Linked DNA regions of Mus musculus: regions 2 and 3 are each linked to region 1. Evidence: chromatin contacts called from public capture Hi-C and promoter capture Hi-C data. All regions are on one chromosome and are shown on one strand. Each heading gives the region's core, a stretch centred on a gene start, on an enhancer-like site or on the middle of the called end of the contact. The rest is flanking DNA. Distances are from core to core; before and after follow the strand shown.

The links. Promoter capture Hi-C pulls out the DNA fragments that hold promoters and counts their contacts. Capture Hi-C pulls out chosen DNA fragments and counts their contacts.
Region 2: a promoter capture Hi-C map of hippocampal neurons shows a contact between it and region 1, with 3 times the contacts expected there. The contact joins the enhancer-like site here to the promoter of Tmem184c in region 1. A contact is called at or near these places in 2 of 39 promoter capture datasets (the 3T3-L1 cell line and hippocampal neurons), 7 of 484 Hi-C or Micro-C datasets (cerebral cortex, cortical neurons, embryonic fibroblasts and 3 more) and 2 of 115 datasets of contacts at active chromatin or transcription factors (embryonic stem cells and stem cell-derived neural progenitor cells).
Region 3: a contact with region 1 is called in a capture Hi-C map of embryonic stem cells, with 3 times the contacts expected there. The contact joins the promoter of Ttc29 here to the promoter of Tmem184c in region 1. A contact is called at or near these places in 5 of 39 promoter capture datasets (cranial neural crest, frontonasal cranial neural crest, maxillary cranial neural crest and 2 more), 1 of 484 Hi-C or Micro-C datasets (ventral hippocampal neurons), 4 of 115 datasets of contacts at active chromatin or transcription factors (embryonic stem cells and stem cell-derived neural progenitor cells) and 1 of 9 other capture datasets (embryonic stem cells).

The regions. Positions count from the first base shown.
Region 1 is chr8:77,609,260-77,611,966 of GRCm38.p6, reverse strand. Tmem184c (transmembrane protein 184C) reads left to right here and starts at 1,314. Exons shown (of 10, transcript NM_145599.4): 1 at 1,314-1,864. The coding sequence starts at 1,742.
Region 2 is chr8:78,232,406-78,235,112 of GRCm38.p6, reverse strand. All of the region lies in intron 5 of Ttc29 (tetratricopeptide repeat domain 29), which reads right to left. Among named protein-coding and RNA genes, the nearest start is that of Ttc29, 20 kb to the right of the region's middle. Within about 2 kb of position 1,387, at least 7 of the 459 cell types and tissues checked have an H3K27ac peak or open chromatin away from gene starts, as enhancers often do. A contact at or near this core is called in hippocampal neurons, where this site is marked.
Region 3 is chr8:78,212,023-78,214,729 of GRCm38.p6, reverse strand. It overlaps Ttc29 (tetratricopeptide repeat domain 29), which reads right to left and starts at 1,388. Exons shown (of 14, transcript NM_183096.3): 1 at 1,182-1,388; 2 at 659-722. It overlaps Gm39202 (a long non-coding RNA gene), which reads left to right and starts at 1,437. Exons shown (of 3, transcript XR_878950.3): 1 at 1,437-1,880.

The sequences.
Region 1 (2,707 bases), core at 65-2,564:
AAGTAGTGGTGATAAGCTGTAAAGCAAGAGTTTTCCCTAATTTTCTGAACTTCAACAGTATACCAAGATTTCATTAATGGTTAGGAATTTCCTTAAAACCAACTATTTTAACTTATAGTGTAGACCAAACTAAAGTCCTACAGCCCCTTTAAGGAAATGTGCAAAATGGAGATCACAGGAGAAAGACTGCAGAAGTCAGACTCCAGGCTCTGGTAACTGAGGAATGTGATTTCATCTGTATACTTTGAGACTCTGGTCCATGACATTTTGTCCAGATGGCTAATAGGCAGAAGTCCCCTGGTTGCAGGTGATGGCAAATATTTAAACATCAAGCAGAGTCCAAAGTCAGAGAAAACAGCTCTATTACTTAATAGGTACTATTAATCACTTGACACTTTTCTCATCTGTGAAACAGAAAACTACCCATCGCTACTCGGTACTTTTATGCAGATCAACTCATACAAAATGGGTAGAGAAGTTAGTGTTTGATTTCAGAAAATGACAATATATGCAGTGTTCAGTGTCTAGTCGGGACTCAGATGTTTGCTTGTTCCCTTGATTTAGAAAGAATTTAAGATCCCATGTGTCATTGATCTGTAAAGCTATACAGCTAAAAGCTTTAGGTGTATAGAACAGATGTCAGAATACCAACCTTTTAAATCTTAAATAAGATTTTGTTTTTTTTTTAACTCAAGTTTGAAACGTGAACATTTCATATTGGCGGTTACTTTCAAAAAAGCTATTCTTAGAATGATTCTTCTGCCGGGTCTAGAAATTATGCAGACAAATTCCTCCTTAGGACCCTAAACTCTAGCAACTGACTGAAATCTAACCTATTCTGTCTTATTCCAGCGGGCTTCCCATTCCACCCCTAAAGACAACTGGGAAGCCTTCTGAGAAAAATAAAGCTATTTCAAGTTCCACTCCACAGTGACTGCCCCTCACTATGACTTTTCTTTAGATGGAGTAAAGTCTCAGGAATGTAGCGGGTGTTTCTGAAACGTCCCCAGTTCCTACAACTTTCGGAGCCCTTTTAGGGAACCACTTAGACTAGGTAAATTAGAGATGCCAGAAATCCGCCGCTACTCTCCTTCCTGCCCTTGCCACGCCCTCTCGGTAACCTAGGTTACAGCCACGCCCTCCTCCGTAACTGACCAATCACAATGCTTTGCGTTGCGGGACAAGGTTTAGCTCAGCTTGAAACTCAGAGCAAATCATTTGCTGCAAGCATCTGATCGGAAACGGAAGTGGAATAGTCGGCGGAAGATGAGTTCTGAAGATGAGTACTGTAGAGGTTCCAAAGCCGTGAGTGAGGAAGTTCTGGGCCGGGTCTTCCGGGGGCGGAGACTAGCCTGCCAGAGCTGGACTAGGGAGAGGGCTGGTAGGGTACCAGATGCAGGTCAGACCCCGAGTGCCTAGAATCCCTAGTTTACCCTGATAGTCCTCGGGGTCACGATGCAGCGGAGACTCTGGGTGACCTCCAGGTGAGGCGGAGGCGACGCCGCGGCGGCACTGAGTCCATGCGGGTTGGCCGGCGAGGATGCAGCCTGCACCTGCGAGCATCCCGAGCGGCCACCGCTGCAGCAGCCGCAAACACAGAGCGACCCGAGAACGCGGCGCCAGCGGCTAGTAAATCTTTTCCTATAGGGCGCCAGCGGAGAAGACAACCGAAAAAGCGAACTTGCCAAATTCTTGGTTTGGTTCGATTATTCAGCTACTCAAAGAGAATCTGTTACAGAACATGCCTTGCGCATGTAATCGGAGTAACTGGAGGAGATGGATCCGACCCCTGTTGGTACTTTTTTACGCAACAACCATCCTGGTCGCGGTTCCGATATGCATTTGGAAGTTTCAAAAAATGAAGGTAAGAGGGTCCTGCACCTCTACCCTTTCTTCCGCTGGTTGACAGAGTTCCTTTGTCTGCCTTCTAATGCTTGAGGTCTGAAAAACATTTCGTCTGTGGACATTAAACCAACCTGACTGGTTTTATTTAGCCGCTACAACTGGAGGTAGGTCCGGGTCGAGAAACAAATAGTTAAAGCACCTACTTACAATGGGCGCTTTCCCAATATTCATCAGTCCCAGAAAGAACTTTATTCTTGAAATCAGATCTGCTATGCAGGTACTAGGGCTTGACCAGACCAAATAAACCATCTTAAAAACTATGTTCTGGATTTTATAGGCTTTTAGCCGGTTTTCTGGAACCAAAGGATTCTTGTTAAATTGACTTTGCTAATTAACTTTACGTTTGAAGTTACAAGTTTTCTTTGTTTCTTTCCTTAAAATCTCCTGTAAACCAGGCTGTTCTGGATTTTGCTTTGTAGACTAGGATGATCCTCCTGCATCCAAACTTCCCAGTGCTTGGATTACCGGTGTATCCATCATTCTGTTTACTCAATGCAGGGATTGAACCCAGGGCTTTGTTTATTTGAGGCAAGCACTCTACCATCTGAGCTTCATCCCCAGACCTGAAGTTACTCCTTAACCAAAGCAAAAATTTTACAAACATCCCCTGTGTGTTCCTTTATATTTAAAAAAAAAAAAAGGTGTATTTGTTGGTGTGTTCGTGGGATGGTCCAGTTGTGGAGGTCTGAAGGTGGACAACTTGGAGCAGTTGGCTCTGCTCTCTCATCATAATGAGTGCTGAGGACTGAGCTGAATCTATCAGGGTTGGAGACAGGCACCTACCAGCTGAGACATCTCTCTG
Region 2 (2,707 bases), core at 138-2,637, 620 kb before region 1:
TGACACCCTTAAAACACAAAAGGAAAAAGTACATAATTTAAAAAATGACAGCCAAACATTATTCATGCTCTTTAGTATGAAAATAAATAGAAAAACTTGCATTTTGATTTTTTTTATAGTGTGACATTTCTTCAGTGAGGTGATGACATTTGCTGTGAAAACTGAACAAGACCTCACCTCTTCAGAACCTCCTCGCTCCCTCAGCCGCCTCTCTGTCCCCTTTCCCAGGGGCTCTGCTAAACCTACTTCTTCCTTTTCCTTTTGAAAAATTAAGTTCATTACGAGCGTAGGCTCATTTTACCACTGTCATTTTGTATTTTTTAGATGGAAAAAAAAAAAACCAAACCTATGGTAAATTGAGTAAAAAGACAGGTTACATCTCAATGCTCAAGGGCAACTCCAGAACTGATTTTTGTGGTTCTAAGGTGACTGCCTCACCAATGACACAGTTTTCATTAGCATCCTTTAACTTTCTTCCACATGAAAGGTAAGTTCAGGGTGTGCTTTCCCTTGTCAGACTTAAGGACAGAGTTATAAGGCATTTGGAGTAAACCTTCTTTGATTATCATTATAAAGAGATGAGTATCACACACACACACACACACACACACACACAGAGAGAGAGAGAGAGAGAGAGAGAGAGAGAGAGAGGGAGAGAGAGAAAGAGAGAGAGAGAGAGAGAGAGAGAGATAGATGAATGCTCCTCGCAGGCCCCGTGCATGAGGGATCAAACTTCCAGAAAGCGGTGAGAAGCGCAATAATGAAAAGCACAGACACTGATCATTCTGACCCTCTGCCAAGACAGAGTCTGGGAGAGATAACTTGCCATAAATAGCATGTTGACCTTATGGCAGCTATCATGAATATCTAGAAAATTACTAGTCAGGACTAACAATATTTAAAATCAAGTTTTGTAATTAGCAAGAGTGTTGTAAAACAAGGAGAAGGTATTTTTGAGAATACAAAACAATGTTGAATTCAAACTTAAAAAAAATTGTACATAAAATAGAGAGCAGGCAGGGAGTGCGTTGTCTCTTTCTAGTTCCTGAACAACACTGAAAATGCTAACAGGAGGCGAGCAGGCAGCCTTCGCAGCACGATCAACAGCACACAGAACAGAATTCAAGCAGAAAAACAATCAGAAGAGCAGAAGGCTCAGAGGTCTATAAATGGATGGATCACTGAGAAATACGGCAGGCAGAAAAAAATGCACCAGATGCAACGGCTTCAACATGTAGAGAATCAACAGGACAATGAAGACAAAGTGATTGAAATGAATTTTCTCTCAGAAACTTACAGATACAGTAAAAGAAAAATTACATGGCTAACACATACCCGGCTGAAGGGAATAACAGACTCAAGCAAGCTGGTGACTGGATCCCAAAAGCTATGTCTGCCAACTGTTCAGCAAATTAATGTACAACATGGATTAATTTCTAAAACGTACAAGACTGTTTTTATAAAAGTTGGCTGTACTAGCTACACTGGAAATTTCATGAGCTTATATCATGCACGGTGTATCATCTGAGCCAAGGTTCCCTCCTCAAACCCTCATTTCCACTGAATGAAAGCAGCAGAGAGCAAGCACACACAAAAACCATTCGTCTGCAAATGCATAAACAAATCTCTAATTTATTCATTGCTTCAAAGTGAAGCCTTTTATGGACTCTTGACATATTTGGGGTTTTAAAGATGCCCAAACATCACATCCCTGAGAAGCAAGCGTCCTCAGGTCAGAAGGAAGCTTCCCACAGGAGTGTTGTGAAAACAGGGAGCAGCCGTTCCGAGCGAGCGAGGAAGGCACTTCCAACTCAGGGTGACAGAAAGAAATAACGAAACAGACACAATGAAATTAGACCAAAGACAGAGCAGAAGAGAACACATCAAGGGTAAACTGAAAGATAATAAAATAGAAGGAGGTGGGGGGCATCTCACAAAACAAACAGCTACTTATATAAAAGACAGAGAAGTCGCTTCGAACCTTATCAAGAATGAGGCAGGAGCACAAAAGCAGATGCAGCTGTGCACAGCAGCCGCACAGCCCTAATTACAGCAACAGCCATAGTCTTTCATGTACAGATGCTGATCGCAACGCTTGGCATATAATTATCTGATTTAAACCTCCCAATGTTTTCTATAAAATTGTAGGGCAGGAAAAGAAAGATTACAGGTTAACCCTATGATTTAGATGAAAATGTACACATACATACAAACACACACACACACACACACACACACACACACAGAGAGAGAGAGAGAGAGAGAGAGAGAGAGAGAGAGAACAAATCAAAGCTACACCATGTAAGTAGGTTTTACCCCAGAATTGAGGGATATAGTCCAATTTTAGAAAATTTAGTAATTTTATTATCATCTTAGCAAACTTTATGATCACCTCAGAAAAAATTAGAAAATTATTTTAAAATGTTAAAAGCCCATAATGTCTAAGAAACGTAGAAACTGAGGAAACTTTTTGTTGGCAATATGTACCTATTAAAAACACATGGGAAAACCCCCTTCACGTTTTGCAGTACACTGGAGAATAACATTGGAATTTGGTGCAATCCTCACTGAAGACCCAGTGACAATTTTAAAATCCCTACTAAACAGCAATATGCAAGAAAAGCATTTGGAACAAAGAGGGGCACCACATACAACTGAATCCATGAAGAGGGCTGTGGCACCAACTCCAGGACAGGCAAAAAAGTCA
Region 3 (2,707 bases), core at 139-2,638, 600 kb before region 1:
CCATGTACAAAGACAAATGAGAATGGAGAAGCAGGGGAGAAAGGTTTGAGAGTTCTGGGTCAGGCTGTATGTGTCCCGTGGTGGGAGTTTACATTTCTGGCTCCCAAGTGAAACTCTTCAAAGTGTAACCCTTGTGCCCACTCCCCCTTGACATGTCCCCAACAGGATCCACAAAAGGAGAGCAGATGACTGTGTCCTCTGCAGTGGCAGTTCAGAGAGGGACGAGTCTTAATGACTGCATTTCCAGGTCCAGCCACTGTGACGGTGAAAGCTGAGATGAGGGAAATGGAGCCAACAGACCCAGCAGAGAAATGATTATGCATCACTGAGAAATTCAAAATAAATATGATCTCCCCCCTCTATGATACAAAGTCATTCTTATGATTCAGAACTTTTTATATAAGAATTCTTTAGCTCCAAAAACATGAAGGGAACCACAGGATACATTTAGTAGACTATTTTTACATGATTGAAAAACAAGCTCACATAAATAAGTTTGAAATTTTGGATACTCCTAGCATGTTGTGGTAGACAGCTGGATGGGTTGTGAAATAAATAGTAACCACACATTTCCCACCACCTAACATTTAGTAGTAATGCAATCAAAACATCAGGTAGGGAAAGCCTTAGACGGTAAGGCACATTTTATCCAACTTACATTTGCAGATAACCGATTGCTCTGGGCTCTTAGAGGCCTGTCTGAAAATTCTGTAAGCAAAATACTACAGCAAAGAAAAGAGAAAAAAATGTTTAAATACCTAGCAAAATAATTCCTCTGTGCTCCTCATGTCAAGAAACAAGGCTCACTCACACCAGTGGATAATTAAGTAGCAGTACTGTGCACCCAGCATATATCATATATTTAAATGAACTAAAAAGTAAAACATCCCAGTTAGACACTAGGAAACTAATCACTAATTCAACAAAATGCCCCCCACCCCACCCCAAACATCTGAAACTCCAATATGGTTCAGGATGGTTCTTTCTCTGACATTTGTGAGCCCGAGATGTTTTTAATGACAGCTGATCCTTCTGTTTCCACCCACCTCGGAACAGGTCTGCTGTGCCTAGAGAGGTTTGGTTTTTCTTGGCCCACCAAGGTCCAAGGGGCAAGAAGAGCGCCTTCTGCGAGGGAATTGATTTGGGGGGATGAGTGGAGAGGGCCTTTTCTCTCCTCTTACCCAAGCTGGGGCCCAAGTAATGGAAGAAGGGGTTCTTGGAAAGGAAGAGCCGCCCACTCTTCTGGGAGCTGACCAGGTCCTGTCCCCAGCCTTGCCCCACAAACCTTAGAAAACTAGCTCTGGGCCTGTGATTCTGTGTCCCTGACTAAGCTTCTGCAGGCGGTGGGTGCTGGGCGCGGTACTCTCATCCCAGATTGTTGGCCTGGCTTGGTGCAGACAGGGGACGCTGAAAGCGTCTCCATGGAAACAGAGGGGCTCGGCGGGCCAGATGGAGGCGTAGTTAGGCTAAAATGGGCTTTAGGATTGGTCAGCTCCAAGACTCTTCAAGTGAGGGGGCGGTGCTTGGAGAGTGGGCCTGTTAGTGAGTGGGCGTGGCCTGCAAGAGGATCTGGTTCCTCCAGTGAACCCGCCAGAGAAATTCCCACAATCCAAGGGCCTTCTGAATGCCCCTGAGTTGTTTCCTTTTTTCAGTATTTCCATGCATTCAATTATTTCTTGTGAATATGCAATTGATTATTGTGACTACCTATAGCCAGCACCATCTCTTGTCTACACCAGGAGAGCCTCATCTGTTCTCAGGAATTCATTTTGTAGCTTTAAAGTAACTCCATTTGACCCGTGTGAATTCTCTCCCGGACTCTGCTCTCTGCTGATTTTCTGCACGAGTGTTTGTGAGTTCTATTTGCTGTCATCTCACAGGTAAAGATCTCTGAGTTAGAGGTCTAGAAAACTCTCTCTCTCGCTTGTTTGTATTTATTCTCCCCGCTTGCTGTTCCTAACTCTCTGGAAAGTCTATGACTGATCTTGTGCTGAACATGAGGTTCCTTAGAGATAGATCTTTGCAAATGAAAGAAAACTCAAACAAAAATAAAGGGGAAACAGTTTCCTCCAAGTGAATGTTGCTGGCTTCAGCTAGTTTTTTTTTTTTTTTTTTTTTTCTCAAGGGACTTGGACCCTTCTGAAAGTACTGAGGACTTAAGGACATGCCGATCTTTACCCACATAAAATTAATCTCACTTTATTCTTTTCACTTATAGATGTCTTTACTATGAGCCTATCTTCCCCGAAAGTGTCAGCTAAATGTGCGTTTTTGTCTTTCCTTTCTCTTGTCCTGTAATAGCATGGGGACAGGAATGTGGTATGTATTCACACAGGATTTTTAATTAAATGAATGATTGACAGGGAAGACAGAAATTCCTCCAATTGATTCTCTCTTCCCTGTCTAGAATTCAAAGTGGAGTGGGAGAAGATACAGATGACCACTTAAAGCTGTTACTTACCTACGATATCCAGAGTATCTTCTGATCTGTGCTCTGAAGATGGGTATTTAGGATAAGTTAAAACTCTCTTCAAATGCAAATTCTAATCCTCCAGTGGATGCCACCACATCCTAACCACTTCCCATAATAGATCTCAATACAGTGTGACATCCCGCTCTCAATCCTGATAGGAAAGTTTCCCTGAGGCCTCCTGTTTTGACTCCGGTGTTTTATTGCATGTGTCCCCTTGCAACACTGAAGAAAGAA